3 separate regions of the Mus musculus genome follow, and regions 1 and 3 are each linked to region 2. A link is a contact called in public HiChIP or PLAC-seq data. All regions are on one chromosome and are shown on one strand. Each heading gives the region's core, a stretch centred on a gene start, on an enhancer-like site or on the middle of the called end of the contact. The rest is flanking DNA. Distances are from core to core; before and after follow the strand shown.

Evidence for each region. HiChIP or PLAC-seq counts read pairs in DNA pulled down with a chosen protein or histone mark.
Region 1: a FOXA1 HiChIP or PLAC-seq map of pancreatic cancer cells shows a contact between it and region 2. The contact joins two enhancer-like sites. A contact is called at or near these places in 2 of 115 datasets of contacts at active chromatin or transcription factors (astrocytes and pancreatic cancer cells) and 1 of 9 other capture datasets (embryonic stem cells).
Region 3: a contact with region 2 is called in a FOXA1 HiChIP or PLAC-seq map of pancreatic cancer cells. The contact joins two enhancer-like sites.

What each region holds. Positions count from the first base shown.
Region 1 is chr2:58,544,371-58,548,161 of GRCm38.p6, reverse strand. All of the region lies in intron 1 of Acvr1 (activin A receptor, type 1), which reads left to right. Among named protein-coding and RNA genes, the nearest start is that of Acvr1, 21 kb to the left of the region's middle. Within about 2 kb of position 1,656, at least 47 of the 459 cell types and tissues checked have an H3K27ac peak or open chromatin away from gene starts, as enhancers often do. A contact at or near this core is called in pancreatic cancer cells, where this site is marked.
Region 2 is chr2:59,430,119-59,434,055 of GRCm38.p6, reverse strand. No RefSeq gene overlaps it. Among named protein-coding and RNA genes, the nearest start is that of Gm46743, 12 kb to the right of the region's middle. Within about 2 kb of position 2,070, at least 26 of the 459 cell types and tissues checked have an H3K27ac peak or open chromatin away from gene starts, as enhancers often do. A contact at or near this core is called in pancreatic cancer cells, where this site is marked.
Region 3 is chr2:58,587,720-58,591,669 of GRCm38.p6, reverse strand. It overlaps a transcript of Upp2 not described here. Among named protein-coding and RNA genes, the nearest start is that of Acvr1, 23 kb to the right of the region's middle. Within about 2 kb of position 1,824, at least 64 of the 459 cell types and tissues checked have an H3K27ac peak or open chromatin away from gene starts, as enhancers often do. A contact at or near this core is called in pancreatic cancer cells, where this site is marked.

The sequences.
Region 1 (3,791 bases), core at 407-2,906, 890 kb after region 2:
CAAGCACAGGTTTCAGGGATTGAAGTATTTGTGCCCTTACCTACTGAGCCACCTCACTAATCTCCCAGTTTTGCATCTTTTTCTTTTCTTTCTCTTTTTCATTTGTCCTCCTCCTCTTCCTTCCCTCCCTCCCTTCCTTTTTTATTTATTTTCTTTCTTTCTTTCTAGGTAGGGTCATTTTCTCTCTGTGTAGTCTTGGCTGTCTTGGAGCTTGTAGACCAGGATGGCCTCAAATTCACCAAGACCTGCCTACCTCTGCCTCCTGACTGCTAGGATTAAAGGCCTGTGCCATCCTGTCTGGCTTTTTCTTCTTTTCTTTTTTTAATGTTACTTTTTTTTTTTTTTTTTGAGACTGGGCCTCATTATGTAGCTCTTTGTTGACCAGGCTGGCCTTGAACACACAGAAATCAGCCTGCCTCTGCCATTCAAGTCTTTCAAGGGCTGGATTAAAATTGTGCACTACCATACCTGGCCTCATGTTAAAAGAAGTATCATTTTGTGTGTGTTAGATCTGGGTGGGTGTGTGCATGCCCTGGCAGGCATGAGGAGGTCAGAAGGTAACTCTGTGGAGTCAATTGTCGCTTTCCCCCGTAACGTGGATCTCAGAGATAAAACCCAGATTACCAGCCTTACCATCGAGGTAAGCGCTTTTACCCACTGGCTCCAGATTCCCATTTCCAAGTGTGGGTTATATAGGATTCATTAAATGCACATATGTTTCAACCTATTGTAAGGGGAAAAAAAAATCATTCAGTCAAGCCATCATAAATGAGAGTGTGTGTGTTCCTTTTGGTAGAGGCTGCCCACATAGGAGAGAGAGCCTCTCCTGAGGTGTGGAGCAAAGACAAGCACAGAAATGAGTGAACACCCCTCCCTCCCCCCACCCCCAACTGAGCCTGGGATCTAACTGACCATCAAAGCCTACAGTGTTCAGTAAGCGCTTCCTGAGCAGGTCATGGACACCCAGGGAATAGGTGTTGAGAATGGAGGCGGGTTGTTGTTGCAGTCCGTTTTCCCCTTTTTAATCATGGTGAACCGCTGTCAAGTTTTTATTTTTTATTTGTGTTTTCCCAGTGAGTCATTGAGTTTATAATATTGGGATCTGGAGAAGGGAAAAGAGGAGAGAATAGAGAAATGGAACCTGTAAGTCAGAACAAGAGACAGAAGCTTGGATTTGAGAGGAGGGGTTTTGACTGAGCAGTAAGCAGTTGAAAGTAGGAAAACATCCCTGGGGAAGCAGGAAATATGCAGAGGAACTTTCAGGCGAGCACACCAGTGGGGCCTGAGGATGGTCGTAGGGATTCAATCCACCCTCTTAGAGGGGAATACTGTAGGCTGTTTTCCAATCTTAATTACAGCCACAGGATGACAAAAGCCTATAATATCTTCTCTGCTTCTACTAAGGGCTGGGAGAGTGTAGTCTCTCTTGTGTAATTCAGTTTGCATTGCAGGTTTATTATTATTATTATTATTTCTTAGGATATCCTGGGTTGAGGAGAAGTCATAAAAATTAGACTCATTTTCTTGTGTTTATATTAAAGTTTTAGACGGTTTCATGATGAAGGAAGGAACGAGTTAGTCACCAAGGGGATCGAGGAGGATGAGTTAGTGCTTGGTCATCAAACGATGGACCATTAAGAGCTTATTTCTTTTGGGAGGAGCAAAGGGCAAACTATGAGTCAGACAGACTATAAAGTTATTTCTCTCCGCTTGGTTCAGCCACCCTCCTGCAGGAAGATCACGGGCCCTGCAAGGACAACTCAGAAGGTGGTGCTTGTTGCGGTGTGAAGGGGAAGAGGTCCCCCCCAAACTACCCACAGTCCTCCACCCCAGCTCTGATTCCACAGGGACTAGCATTTTATCTCACTGTTTTCATACTGGAGCTCAAACTGGCCTAGAACTCACGAAGTTCCCCACCTCGGCTTGGAACCTGAGCTAGTCCTGCCTCAGCCTTCCCAGTGCCTGGCTCTAAGGTTGGCACGTCTGATGATTGGGGGTGCATGCGAGCTTACTTACGGAACAGGCTATGGTTGGTTTAAAACCTCAAAATCCCAGTTTTGATTCTGACTGGGATAGTGTTCTCCCTTGTGATGAGCCATTAAGAGGGGCTGGTTCCATCTATTGTGCTGGGAGAGTATAGCGTTTGTTCTGTGGATGAAGACACTTTCACTGTACTTGACGTGCACTCATCCCATGACGGAGTCATTGCTCTCCCTGTGCTGGCCGTTGCCCCCTTGATGAATTCTGCTATTTTTATTTTTAACTTTATTTTTATTTGTTTGTAGCTCATCCTGACTTGGAATGTGCTATGTACATCAGGCTGGCTTTGGGATGACAGAGCTCCTCCTGCCTCTGTCTCCCTAGTATTGGGATTCAAGTTGTGTGTCACCACACCTGGCAATAATGTTTCCTTTTGATATAGATTCAAACAGTTATCAAATATTTGTGTGTAAAATCAGGGGGAGATAATGAATAAGTGTTTGAAAGTACAATGATTTTTTTTTCTCTTTTTCTTTGTTGAGATAGGGTTTTTCTATGTATAACAGTCTATCCTAGAACTGGCTTTGTAGACCAGGCTGGCCTTGAACTCACAGACATCCACCTGCCTCTGCTTCCCACCTGCTGGGATTAAAGGTGTGAGCCAATGCCTGGTTAGAATGAAATGTTAATACAGAATGGTTCCCTCTTTATTTTCTGGTCTGTTTGATTCAGGGTTTTTAACTTTTTAACTTTTCCTTTGTCTTTGAATACTATGTTTCAGGTTCCGTGCTAATGACACAAGGCCTAGAAGTGCTGTTCCTGGCTGTAGGAGAGTTTTGGGCTTAGTGAGAGAGCCACATGAATAGGTGGCTGGGTACAGTTTGACCAGTGCAGGAGGTGTGCTGTGTGCAGAGGGATGCAAGAGAGCAATACCTACTCACTTTTGGGAGAGTATGTAGGCAGGGTCCTGACAGGGTCCTTAATACCTTTACCTTAAGGTATTAAGACTTTAGATGGCAAGGTTGTCCGCTGATGTAAGGAAGGGTACTTCAGCACGGAGAACATTCCGCACAGCGGTAGAGGGCACAGGGAGAAAACATGGCGGACTGTGGCAACTTCAGATAGTTTAGTTAAACAGTAGCTTACGGTGTGTGTGCCCTAATGACTCTGAGCTGGAGAGACGAGGAGGGGATTCCTTTACCAAGACTACTTACTGTTGGACAAACAATTCAGGCGTCATTCTCAAACGTTGTACCTACTGGGGAGTTGGAGGCAGGAAAGAGACTTGATTAGATTTGAATCTTGGAATGATCACTAGCACCAGCTTTGAGGATGGCTTCTTATAGAATTTTGTCTATAGCAGGCATAGTGGGACACACCTGTAGTGTGTTGAGGTTGAGGCAGGAGGATTGATACTTGTAGATAGATGGGCCTGGTCTCTGTAGAAAGATGTCAAGGAAGCAAGGACTTCATGGCTTCTCTCAGCCACCCAAATCGACAGTCCCTATTCCAGAGGTTTGAGGCCACCATCAAATGTGAGGGCTGCCTGAACAGAACCTCCGTGGTAACTGCTGCATCGGTGGTCAGATAACAGATGGCAGGACGGCCTGGGATGCCGTCACACGCTCTGAGCTGCATGCAGTTGAAAGATTAGGAACTATTTCTGTACTGTCTTTTTTTTTTTTTTTTAACTTCCACATTTGTTTTGTATAGCCCAGACTGTTATATTAGGGAGGGTCACATTGTCCTATTCTCTGAGTCTGGCTACTAACAGAAATCAGAAATATCTTCCTTGGGTACTGTTGCTAGGT
Region 2 (3,937 bases), core at 821-3,320:
CCTTGTGACCTGGGCAAGTACTAATGGCAAGTTATACTACATATATGCAACTCACATATATACAACACACACATGCACACACACACACACACACACACACACACACACACACACACACACACACACTTTTAAATCTAACTAGCTGCAATATTCTACTTTTTGGAGCCAGCATTGCTTCCTAGGTGACTGGCAGGATAGGATGCCGCTGCTACACAAAAGCACATGACTAGCAGACATAATGTGGAACCTATAACTGTTTATGTTAAATACAACACCAATACAGACATTTGCATTAAGCAAATGTAAAGTCTCAAGAATTACTAGTTAAAGAGGGCTGGAGAAATGAGTCAGTGATTAAGAGCACTTGCTGTTCTTCCACAAGACCAAGAGTCAGTTCCAAGCGCTCACATGGCGGCTCACAACCATCTGTAATGCCAGTCCCAGAGGCTCTAATGCCCTCTTCTGGCCTCCTTGAACACTGCACACATATGATTCACATGCACATAAAAATAAATAAAAATGTTATGAGAACTACTAATTAGGGGAACAAGTCATAGCAGATAAATATCTGTGGTGGCAGACAGAACTCTAAATGTCACCTGAGGACTCCTACAGCACGCAAGTCCACCCTACTTCCCCACACCTTCTGGTATTTGAGTCCAGAAACGATCTGCCTTACTGCTTTCTTTCTTTTTTTTTTTCATCTTCATGATTTTTTATTAGATATTTTCTTCATTTACATTTCAAATGCTATCCCCAATGCCCCCTATAGTCTCTTCCTCCCCCCGCCCTGCTCCCCAAACCACCCACTCCTGCTTCCTGGCCCTGGCATTCCCCTGTACTGGGGCTTATGATCTTCCCAAGACCAAGGGCCTCTCCTCCCATTGATGGCTGACTAGGCCATCCTCTGCTACATATGCAACTAGAGACACAGCTCTGGGGGGTACTGGTTAGTTCGTATCGTTGTTCCTCCTATAGGGTTGCAGACCCCTTTAGCTCCTTGGGTACTTTCTCTAGCTCCTTCATTAGGGGCCCTGTGTTCCAACCAATAGATGATTGTGAGCATCCACTTCTGTATTTGCCAGGCATTGGACTAGCCTCACAAGAGAGAGCTATATCAGGGTCCTGTCAGTAAAATCTTTCTGGCATATGCAATAGTGTCTATGTTTGGTGGTTGTATATGGGATGGATCCTCAGGTGGGGCAATCTCTGGATGGTCTTTCCTTCTGTCTTAGCTCCAAACTTTGTCTCTGTAACTCCTTCCATGGGTACTTTGTTCCCCATTCTAAGAAGGAGCGAAGTATCCACACTTTGGTCTTCCTTCTTCTTGAGCTTCATGTGTTTTGCAAATTGTATCTTGGGTATTCTGAGCTTCTGGGCCACCATCTTGAGAGAGGTAACCCAATCACAAAAGAACACACATGATAAACACTCACTGATAAGCGGATATTAGCCCAGAAACTTAGAATATCCAAGATACAATTTGCCTTACTGCTTTCTTCATAGAGTGAGCGGCAGTGTGGCACTAGCCAGTCACCACACTCTTCACCTCACCTCAAAAACAGAGGGTTGTGCATCCCCCTTCATGTCCTTCTGCACAGGAAGGAGGAAACAAAGAAGCAAAATTTCTAAAGGAGAGGATATATGTAGGAATGTATCAGCAGAGCCATTCTCCAACTCAGTGCACACTGTAGCCTCAAAGGGGGAGCTGAGCTCTTCTTGCATGGTGCTTAAAGAAATAGACAATAGTCACAGGCCATTACGATGCCATCTGCTCCTCCTGAAGCAGGAAAGCCATGACGGCTAAGGCAGGGATCTTATATCACCTGCGGCTCTCCAGCTCCCCACCTTGTAGCCTGAGGATGGAGACTCAGGTCCACTTCCTTACTCTTCTGGTAGATTGGTGCCTTTTACACCAAGCCATGGCTCTGTCTGAACAACTGTTGTTTGAGACATTCCTAACGCTGTTTGGAACGTTGCCATAAGGAACACAGAGTTCAGGTCTGTGCTCCTGGTCGTGTCTGATCCAGAAAGGGAGAGGCCAGGGGAGTGTGGAAAAGGTCACTGTGGCAGAGAACATTCATCCCTCGGGAATGGGGTGTGGAAGGGAAATGGGGCTGAAAGGAGGAAATTAAACATGGATAAGACAAGCACGTAAGAGTCAAATCCAAGAAACACAACTCAAAATAAGCATGGTGCATGTTAGCACTGGCACCATCTGCAGAGACCAGGAGGCCACAAGTGGCTTAGATGCTATGAAAGGCTAAAGTTACATCTGGAATAACAGTCCAAGGGTTGGCATGCTGTTTACGAACCCGAGGAGCCTAGGTGTCTACCTTTCAGCTTTGTTGATTCTTATCCATGAAGTAGCATTTCTGAGGACACCTTGTGGTCCAAGATGGTACCTAAACCTCCAAGCTTTAGGCAGGAGGCAAGAGAAAAAGACCAACAGGGGCTTGCAAGTATTCTTTTAGTCAGCCTTCCCAGAAGACACTGTCTACAGCTTCTGCTTTGCAGAGTGAGCTTAGACGAAAGCAAGCCTGAGAAAGACCGTCTTTGCTTGCTGGAGTGAAATTGGTTCCTCCGGGAGAGTATTCAGAGAACATGAATGGGGGAGTGGGGTCAGGCAACTGGCAATCCTTTCCATTTGAGTTGAGGCCTCATGGTTAAGGAGAATCCACAACAGCAGAATACTGGAGTTAACGTTTAGAATCTACCATCTGCTAGCAATAATCTCGGTGATAGAGCATTAAGCCTTTCTGAGTGGCTGCTCCTTCGTCTGAAAAATGAGGGAAGTGCTAGAAACTTCCAGAGTCTCCTGAGAGTCAGATCCAGGCAGTATCAGGCACAAGAAAAACAGACCAAAGCAGCAGCTACTGCTATGACTCTACCCAAGGGCCCTGGAAAGCAAATTTTTGACATATAATAAAAATTAAGGCCCATTAAATAAATCTGCCACACGTAGAGTGTGATGGAGGGGTTTCCAAATCCATACTGATGGCTGCTTATATGTGTGAGGTCTCCAAGAAGATGGCTTGAAGGGCCCCTGCATTAAGTGAACGTTCTGACTGGTTTGGGAGATCCAATGAACTGGGGGCAGGGTGGGAGGTGCGCTCTCCCCAGACTCCTTACTGACACCCGGGTGAGGGTAGAAGAACAGAGGTTGCACATGCCATTAGAATACACCACCCAGGCACACACCCTTCACTGCTCTGGGTGTGTCTCTGCATCTGCCACAGACAGGAGAATAATGATCTGGGAGAGGCAAGACGGCAGTTTGGTTCAATAAGACCAAGTCATCGGTGTTGGTTCAAACCCTGTGTAATTTGGGTGGGGTGATATTTAAGCATTTTTTTTTCTGGTGATAATTAATTTAATCCTATGTGCACAGTAAAGCTTAAGACATGGCCACATTGAAGCTGTTTATAAAGCACTTCTGATACTTTCCATAAAGATAGTTTCTATAGAACAAGCTCATGATAAGTGCTTGGAGGAGGAGGGTCTGGTGTGGTCTCAGCCACACACATAGCACACGCGTCACCTGGATATTAACCATGTCTGCTCCTAGTTTTCTGGGTCAAACACAGAATATACATCTCTCCTCTTGCAGAGACAACCCTGTGTGTTGAATACGTCTGGTTCCTCTAGTGCTAATCCACGAGCACCAGGACCTCTGTGCCTCCTATGTCTTGCCCCATCTTTATTTCTCAAAGAGAAATCTGTGGCTGTAGTAGAAGCCAGGGTTGAATATATTGTTTGCATGGCTAGACTAAACAGTATAGACAAGCATATAAGAATAACTAACCAAGGACAGAGGAAAGCTGCTGTAACCATGAAGGCCATTCAAAGGTCGCTTGAGAGATTTTATCTCTTTACACAGATCATTAATTTTTTTAGAAGGATTTATATTTTGGGTGTGTTTTGCCTTCATATATGG
Region 3 (3,950 bases), core at 575-3,074, 840 kb after region 2:
GAGCGGTATCCACAGCAGGCTAATGAGGGAGAACAGGGCTGAATGGCTACAAACCAAAGACAAGCACCAATGGCACCAGAGTGTGAGCACCTCCTACCTTCCAGTTCTCCACAACTGGAAAAGACAGCTTTTCTTGGAACAAAGCCTCTTCCTTACAACATCTTGAGCAAGGGAAAAAAAAAAAACCCAACATAAAATAAAATTTTAGAGACCTCTTGTTTGTGTGCTGGTTTTAATTATAGTCATGTATTCTAAGCAGACCACACCTCACTTGCTATAAGTATAGTGTGTATCCATAAAAAAAAATTAGTGCTTTCAATATGGTAAAGACACTGAGGGACAAAAAGAATCTGAAACACAACTATAAAAGCCTTGAATGCTTCCATGAGGAATAGACTGAGTGGGCCTGGGGGTCTCCAGTCTACCTCTACTCTGCTCTTGGCAGCTGCTCTAACCCTATCCCTGAACCTCTTCACCCACAGCTCTCCAAGTCCTCTTTTCCTAATCAGCTTCGAATGATTTCCCAGTTTGCTTTTTATTTTTTTCTTTGAGGTTTGCATGCACAACTCTTAATATATATATATGTATATGTGTGTGTGTATATATATATATATACATATATGTATATATATATATATATATATATATATATATATATATCAACCTAAAACTGGCTGGATTCCATGTCTAAAACATTTCAGTAGCACACAGGGGCCAGCTGGTTTCAGGCCCTGAGTGGCGGCCGTTGTACAGCTGCTGCACATCTGCAGGTCCCCGTATGCCCTTTTATTACTGTCTGCTTTCTATGGCATGTTGTCAAAGGTCTGGTGACTGCATCTGCTTGAATCTTGTCTCTATCTATATGTGGCTTGGAACAAGGGTATAGTTACTCCCAGCAAAGTGTATTCATGCCATACTGATGAATGGAAATGTTGGAAGAAACGTGTACTCGGGTAAAGGGACTGTTTCCATACTTACCTCTTAGCTAGGAAGGGTTCTCTTAAATGTTCCCACACCCAACTGCCTTCTCGGTGCTTTGAGCACAGACCTGCTCATAATGGTAAATTCAGTGTTCCTGTCACTCAGTTGAGTCAGCTGTTTCCATATTAATAGGATATTGTGCTCGCTATTAAGAATTGCTCACTGTGGAGTCCTATTTCTCTTACATGGCTTTCCCTACTCTCCAAGTCTCTCTCACTCTCCACACCCACACACCACCCACACACCACCCACACACCACCCACACTCACCCACATACCCACACATCCACACCATATGCACACATACCATATACATACACACACACACCATAAACACTATGCACACACCATACACAAACACACATTCCAGACACACTCACCACACACACACATACCCCACACACATATACAATACACACACACCATACACACATATACTTCACATACCATACACACACATACTCTACACACTACACATACACCATACACATACACACACCATACATATACACACAATACACATACACTACACACACACACACCATACATACACACACCATACATATACACACCATAATACACACTATATACGTAGCTTACATATAGATACCATGCACATACATACTGTACACACTCCATGCACAGACACCATACACATACACCAGACACATCTCTCTCTCTCTCTCTCTCACACACACACACACACATACACACAAATACATACACCATACACACCACACCACACACACTCATCTGAAAAATTGAGTCTCCGGGCTTCTGTATACTTGGCCAACATCTTCAAGGTCACTAATGTTACCTCTCATCTCTGCTGTGTGGGAGCCAGAGAGTGAGTCATCGGGGTGAGTACTGCCTCTGTAATACTACCAGATTGTGTTTGTCTCCACTTCAAAGCTCTTCACTTTAACAGAATAGTATTTCTTCATCCCGCCCACCCAAACAGCAGTCTGGATGCCGAGAGGGAGCAGCTACATGAACAGCACTGTTCTTTCCTTAAGACTTTCCTTCCCCCACCTCAGAACACTTGCAAGACCTTTGGGGAAGCCACCGGGCCTCAAACTAGACAGGTTCCTACTAGAGGGCACAGCTTGGCCTCTTATTTACCCCTCCCTCCCTCAACACCTTTTCCTTGCCCTCTCTTTCTCTTTCAGTTTTGTCACCTCAGACTGGGCCTCTGCCTTTCCTGATCAGGCTTAATCATTCCTTGGCCCTCTGGGTCTTCTGTTTTCTTTTCCATTTACAAAACAGTTTGTGATGTTGAGTTTTCTGAGTACAGGAGACAGATGGGAGAGGGAGCTTTAGATCTAGAATCTAGAAAAGAGGGTGGAGAGAGGGGAGAGAGAGAGAGAGAGAGAGAGAGAGAGAGAGAGAGAGAGAGAGAGAGAGAGAGAGGAGAGATGAGAGAGAGAGGAGAGATGAGAGAGAGAGAGCGCTCTTTCCTTTGCCTCGGTTTCCACATGGCCTCCACTGTTTCAAACTCATTTGATCTTGAACCATGGACAGAACCATCATGCGTGCCATTACTGAGCACCTGGCCACACTGCTAAATTTTTCATATTCGTATTTCAACTCCCTATGACTAAAAGAAGCAGCTCTAACTTGCTTTTGAGACAAGGTCTCACTATGGGGTGAAATATAACACAGGCTGACCTTGAACCCAGGATATTTCTGCCTCCGTCTCTGGATTGTAGCGATTCCAGCTGGGAGCTATCAAGTCTTACTCACTTGTGGGTAAAGCGAGATTCAACGATTCTGAATAGCTTCTCCAAGATGACAGGCAGTAGCAGACATAAGGAAAATGATCATGTAGGTGCCAGGACCATGTTTTTCGCTGCTGTCATTGTCGTTAGTGAGAGAACGGACATTAATCAGTCTTTATCTCCCAAGGTTTCCATGCCCCCAATTCTTGATTTCCATTTATGAAATACATTGAAGGAGTAGAATTGTCTCCGGTCATTCCTATGTCACTTTAGCCCAGAGCAGCTTCTGGTTGTTGCCAGTGGTATTTAGACTTCTCTTCCCTGTGCAGAACAGTACACATAACAAGTTCTGCCTATCCTTGCTCCCGCCCTGTGCATACTCATTAAGGTTCCTCTAGGCCTAGAACAAGGATGTCATTTACCATCCGTGCTAGCACATGGACTGGGGGCCTTGGGGAGGCACTATTAATAACCATGTTGGGCATACCAGGATGCTTAGCCATCTTCTTCAGACAAACTGCAATGAAGCTAACGTCTCCTGTGAACTAGGAGGCTGCTTATAATACGCCCTAAACTAAGCAAAACAAGAGAACAGAGGTTCTAGGGAACAGAAGAGCCGCCTGTCAGACTCCAGCCTCTTTGTCTCTGTGTTCTCAGGCCTGGTTGTTTGTAGTAAAGGAAGGAAGGTAGGGAGAGCGGGATTCACCAGCACGTTCATTGTCCCATTCCTTGAGACCAGTGGTTTAAAACTTACACTTCAAGCTAGATGTCGAAGTGCATACCTGTAATCCCAACGTTCCTCAAGCAGGAGCGAGAGGGTCACCAGTTTGGGGCTAGCCTGGGCTATAGCAAGACCATGGTGACCCCACGCTCCAAAAGAAAGAATCATTGGCCCTTTCATTTTTAAGGAATAAATTTAAATTTAAATTATTTATTATTAATGAGGTGGGAATATATTGAGGAATGGGTTTGGAGGTCAAAGGGAAACTTATGAACTTGGAGTTGGTTCTCTCCTTCCACCTATACATGCCTGTGGGTGGCGGTGGGGTGGGGGTGGGGCAGGTGGCGGGTACTAAAGGCTGATCACCAGACCCATAAAGCAAGTGTTTTTATCGGGTTGAGCCATTTAGACAGCCTTTGTCAGTCATTTCCATCTTTTCCAATTACATTCACTTATTTATTGGGGGCACGTGTGCACATGGGTAGAGGTCAGAGAACAAACTGCAGAAGACAGTTCTCCTCCCCTCCCCCG